Regions from separate parts of the Hordeum vulgare genome. Here region 1 is linked to region 2. A link is a contact called in public Hi-C data. All regions are on one chromosome and are shown on one strand. The core of a region is the stretch at or near the end of the contact, and the rest is flanking DNA. Distances in the headings are between cores, read along the strand shown.

The links. A called contact is a pair of places that touch in the nucleus more often than the background predicts.
Region 1: a contact with region 2 is called in a Hi-C map of leaf, with 2.2 times the contacts expected there. The contact joins the promoter of LOC123409960 here to the promoter of LOC123411301 in region 2. A contact is called at or near these places in 3 of 6 Hi-C or Micro-C datasets (leaf and seedling) and 1 of 1 datasets of contacts at active chromatin or transcription factors (embryo).

What each region holds. Positions count from the first base shown.
Region 1 is chr7H:110,089,644-110,092,436 of MorexV3_pseudomolecules_assembly, forward strand. It overlaps LOC123409960 (nudix hydrolase 21, chloroplastic-like), which reads right to left and starts at 1,343. Exons shown (of 1, transcript XM_045102831.1): 1 at 375-1,343. The coding sequence starts at 1,126. The coding sequence ends at 635.
Region 2 is chr7H:109,845,988-109,848,687 of MorexV3_pseudomolecules_assembly, forward strand. LOC123411301 (tRNA N(3)-methylcytidine methyltransferase METTL6) reads left to right here and starts at 1,267. Exons shown (of 8, transcript XM_045104232.1): 1 at 1,267-1,605. The coding sequence starts at 1,384.

The sequences.
Region 1 (2,793 bases), core at 93-2,592, 240 kb after region 2:
ACTTTATCGAATTGAAGATATTTCGAGCCACACCAACCTATCGGATCCGACATGGGCTTTTGTGCATCCCTATATCCATCCTACATATGAGCTTGGTTGGGCGGGTGCCGAACAACCAAGGTGTTTGGGTTGTCTTTGAGGTCTAGCTGAGTGTCTTTGTTTTTTGCGGGGAGGGCGTCCTTTTTTTAGCGTAGCTGTCTGCCTAGATATTTACATGAAAGTGGGATCCGATTGTAGGTGTTGTAAGGTAGAGGGTTGCCCGTGTTTGATTATGAGCGGGGCACGGTAAAAGAGTTGGGAATATTTTGAATATGAAAAGATTTAAATGTACCATACTCAAGTCAATTTCATGGAGAGAAAAAAAATCGGTCATCTGACTCCAATAAACCGAGTTATGGTTCTTGGCTAGCATTCCCTATATTATGATCTCGAAACATTAGGTGGAGTGGGTGAGATTTACATGCCCGGTCGAATCCCAAGCAAACAATGTACAGGCCGTGGCACGACCGGAGTCACAGTACAACGCTCTGATTCGTGTGACCTGACCGCTAGTGCCGCCGCGCCGCGCGGCCGAGCCCAGCCGGCACAAACCGTAGGGCGGGCACGGCGAGAAGGACGGTCGAGGAGAAAGCGCCTACAAGGCGGCGGCGGCGGCGCGGTCGGCGAACCGCTGGAGCGCCTCGCGCATCCAGAGGTGCGGGCAGCGGTCCATGGCGTCCTGCACGGTGACCCAGGTCCTGCCGCGGCCGGACATCTCGGGCCACCGCTCGAGCTCGTCGGTGACGCGCAGCGGGAACATGTACCCCTCGTAGGTGGCGTCGTAGCGGCGGCTCTGGTAGCACCAGCGGCCGAGGCTGGGCCCCGTCTCGCCGCGCACGCCGGCCTCCTCCAGGGCCTCGCGGCGCGCCGCCTCGTCCATGGACTCGTCCAGCTCCCACCCGCCCTTGGGGAAGAGCACGCCCGCGCTGGCGCCCTTCTTGCGCGAGCAGATGACCAGCACCTCCACCTCGCCGCCGTCCCCGCGCGCCCGGTACGGGATGCAGCCCACCACGATGCGGCCCCCGGTGCTGGCGCTATACCGCTGCAGCTCGCGCCCCTGCCTCGCCGCCACCATCATCGCCGCCATCCAACGACCGACCAATGGCCCGCTTGCCGCTGCTGCCGCTGCCGTCGCCCTCGATCAATCCGCCGGACGGTTCTTGGGTTGGTTTCTTGGAGCTCCACGGGGAGGGAGGAGGAGGAGGAGAGAGAGAGGGGGGTTCTGTCTGAAATATGGAGGCCCGGTGGCGCTATCTTTGGATCTGCCGGTGGGAGGAGGAGCTGGAGCTGGAGCTGGATGGATTTGAGCCAGATGGGGGCGGGGATGCCTGGCTATTAATAGGATCTGCACGCGCGGCCGGCCTCGCTCTAGCCGGTTGTTGTGGTTGGCAGCGTCGTTGCAGAGTGAGGGAACGTGACAAAGGCGGGGCAGCTCCATGACAAAACAAAAGCTGGGCAGCTAAGGTGGCGCCTGGACGCGGTGCATGGGCTCTCTATAGCGTGTCAATATCCATCCATCCATCCAGTATCTGGCTTCTGTTCCCCTGATGGGTTCGAGAGGTACTTCCGGTGGATGTGTACGAGCTTCCAGCTAAAAGCTGCTTGTTTGGGATCCCACCGGTTTGAGGATCTAGAGTATAGGAGTATTTGACTTTTGCCGTTCAGCTAAAGTCGCTAGCTCTACGTTCTAACTATTTATCGCGTGGTCTTTTTTTTTCCTTTCTAGAAGGCATGGGAATGACGTGCGTTTACACGATGAAAAGGAGAAAAACAACATAAATGCTTGTTCGTAAGTTGAGTTGTGCAATGATGAGCTGAACTGCTGTAGAAAAGAGGCACTGAGAGTTGAAACCGTGTATCCGTATATACTTTTCAGGTCTTTTCATTTTCGCTTGATTCTTGACATGAAAAGGTTTCTGGAAATCTCTTGCCATGGACAGGTTTGTAGAAAGAAAGAGACGCCAACTTACTAACGAACGTTTTTAGTCCTTGTATATAGCTATTTGAACTTTTTTAACTAATGATGAATATGCTAAAAGATCTAAGGTGGTGTTTCTTTACAGAGACTTTTTGCTCTAGGGACTAAAAAAAATCCTTTTTAGTCCTATGTGAAAGAAACAGGAGGGACTTTTAGGGACTAAAAAAGGTGTTTGGGACTAAAGGAAGAAGTTTCTATGGAAGGGACTTTTTGGGACTTTTTTGACACTTTTTCCAACAGTGTCCCTATTTTTAGCATGTCATTTAATAACTTTTAGTACATTACCAGGGGTAACATAGTCTTTTTGCATGTCATTTAGTACCCTCTAATCACTGTTTAGTCCCTAGAAAGAAACGGGTAGGGACTAAAGACTTTTTAGTTGGGACTAAAAAAAGTCTTAGAACTTTTTAAAGAAACAGGGCCTAAGGGGTTCACAAGATAGACTAGGACGGTACCCCCTCTATTAAAAAATAGTAGATGTTTTTCTCGATTTTACGCAATATTCGGCGAGCAACTTTGATAGTAATTAATCATAGAATACTGTAAATGTGTTTTTTCACTAGATATCAAATGCTACAGTTACGTATTATGAAACAAATTGAAATGTTTTTTTTGTCCTATTAACTAGTTGTGGTCAAAGTCAAACGTACTGTTTGTGTGTGTGTGTGTGTGTAAGACAATATTGTAATTAGTCCTTTTTCATTATGACATTGCGTTGTGCCAAGCTGAGAATACAAGTGCCAGCAATCGGTTGTCAACTATCGCTGGATCCTTAT
Region 2 (2,700 bases), core at 17-2,516:
GAGAGGCACGACTCGCGGAAGCAAATCCGTGCCTCTGATGGAAGAAAAATAATAAAAACGTGTTTTTTTGTTTCCGAGAGATACAATCCTACCTCTCGCGGAAGAAAATACATGCCTCTCGTGGAAGAAAAATAATAATAGGTGTTTTTTTTGTTTTCAAGAGACATGGTCGTACCTCTCGTAGAAGCAAATCCGTTCCTCTCGTTGAAGCAAAGCCGTGCCTTTTGAGGAAGGAAAAAGAAGAAAACACATCTTTTCCATTTCTGAGAGGCACTGTCGTGCCTCTCAAAAGCAAACATGTGCCTTTCACGGAACCAAAATTGTGCCTCTCGAGGAAAAAAAATGCATTTTTCGCGTATTTTTTTGAATTATTTGTTTGTTCAAAAGCTAAACAGACCAATGAAAAACCGAAAAGCCAAGAAAAGCCATCTAAAAAGTTGAAACGCGTGCAGAAAAAATCCAAAGAAAATGCCCAAGACGCAACACGTGACGGTGACTGAGAACACGTCAAGTGGCGGCTGCTCAGAGTGATCATTGGGAGGCTTCCAAACAAGCGCTCCTTTGTTAGTTGCTCCCGGTCTATGGGTGTGTGGAGTTCCTTGATCTAAGGGCTATCAAAGGGGAAAATGATACTCCTTTGGTTTACAAGAATTTTGTTGGAATTGTATACTATATGATTCTTATACAGTTTTTTTTCTTCCTTAAATCCCTTTTGATTTGTAAGAATGAATTCATATTTCTATGTAGATTGTTTCTTACCCTTCATATTTCAAAGAAGCTCAAACCTAATTAAAAAAAATGCATATCCTCTAAACAAAATGACATTTCCCCCCTAGAATTGAGATGCATGGCATTTCATTTCATATGTCCCTGAACGTTTCACCGGATATGTCCTTGATCTGGACCTACAGATCTACTAAGCGTAATCGTGCTTGGCATGAGACCACACATTTAGTAAACGGGTTGGCCTGTGACGACACATTTAGTAAACGGTTGGCCTGTGACATGTTTAGCACGCTGTGTTGCATGGTTTTTAGATTGCTGTGTTGTGTTTTAAGCTTATTGGACTGTTTTTAGGTCACACATATATAGGCTGTGCTTCAAAAAATATAAAATAAATAAATTGGGTATACCATGCCGGCCCGCGTGCCCAGCTTCCAGGCGCAGGCACGGCCCATTCAGCCTGGGCCGTGCCGGACCAGCTGGCACGGCCCGTCTGGCCAGATCTGATCCAGGTCTCCAATCTTGGCCTCGCTGGCCGACGGCCGCCGTTTCCTCGTTACTACGCAGCCAGCAGTTCTTTCCTCATCGCCGACCGAGCGCCGCCGCCACCGATCGAGGCGAGTTCGCCGAAGGTCGCAGCGAAGAAAGACGGTGGCTGCTATGGACGGCGGTGGTGAAGTGGGGTGCACCAAGAAAGAGGCGGAGGCCGAGTACCATTGCCACGACTTCGAGTGGGAGGACCTCCGGGCGGATGTGGAAGCCAACCCTTCCTTCTCCTACCACCTGTCCCCTTTCCCCACGACCACCGCCTCGCCGCAGCCACCATCATCGGAGGCCTGGAGAAGCTTCCACCGCCGCCACGCCTCCGGCAGGTTCTTCAAGGTTGCTGATTCCCCCTTCTCTCCTAGGCCCCTTGCGCATAACACTTGCTTCTATTTGTATTTTACTTATCATCAATTCGGCAGCAATGCGACCCACTAGATCACATGGATTCATGGACTAGTGCAAGGTTGCATTTCTTTACCGGGGAAACGACTGCGTTTCTGGGAGCTGAGCCGTGCAGCTAGACAAGACAGCAGTGAAGACAGACTAGATTACTTCCTTTCCCAATTTTTTCATGAGTGAAGAGATACTATAACTAAAGCGTCAAATTAGCGACTGGAATGAAACGATTCCTGATTAGCAGTGTTTTGACATTTTGTACCATATTATCACCGAATTCACAAATACCAGAAGATTGTTCGTTTGTTCATTCTTATGGAATGGAAACTTTTACTAAGGGGCAATTATGATGTGCATCCTGTCAGCAGCATCTTGTTAGTAGGATCAAGACTAGCGATATCCATAGAGATACAGTGTTGCTATCTACAGCAGACTGAACTTAGGGGAGTTGACAAAATAACATATCTTCGTCTAGCTTTGACAAAATAACATGATATGTTTATAACTACGGTTATGATCTTGCACCCTGTGTGTTAGATGATCATTTTTTTCTTGTGCGTTTTTTTTCATTTTCTGCTTTTTCTTCACCCATAAGCTTTGGAAAAGTAAAGTACTATACATTATACCTTTGATAGCAAAGTATTTTCTAAGTTTTCTAGGAATACTACAGTTTAATTTAGTCTAACCTGTTTGGCAATCATTAAAAATATTAGTATTAATACTATGGTATCTTCAAAACCACAGTATTATCTCTGTCTAAAAAAAAGAACCCCTGACCTCTTTTTTTAAAACTGAGCAAGCGAATAAAACGCCGAATAGATAGCTTTTTCCACGTTCTCCTCTTTCCAAGCCATAGCTAGTCTTGTCTTCGTCGGCGGCCATGGATATTATCATCCTCCCAGGGTGCTCCTCCCGCCGCTCATGCCGGCCGCTGGCCTTTGCTTCCAGGTGGCCATGCTGTTCCCCCTCCCACCGCTCTCCGCACAGCCGGAAGCTTCACTTCCTGTTCAACTGCCTCTTCTTTGTGTATGGCCG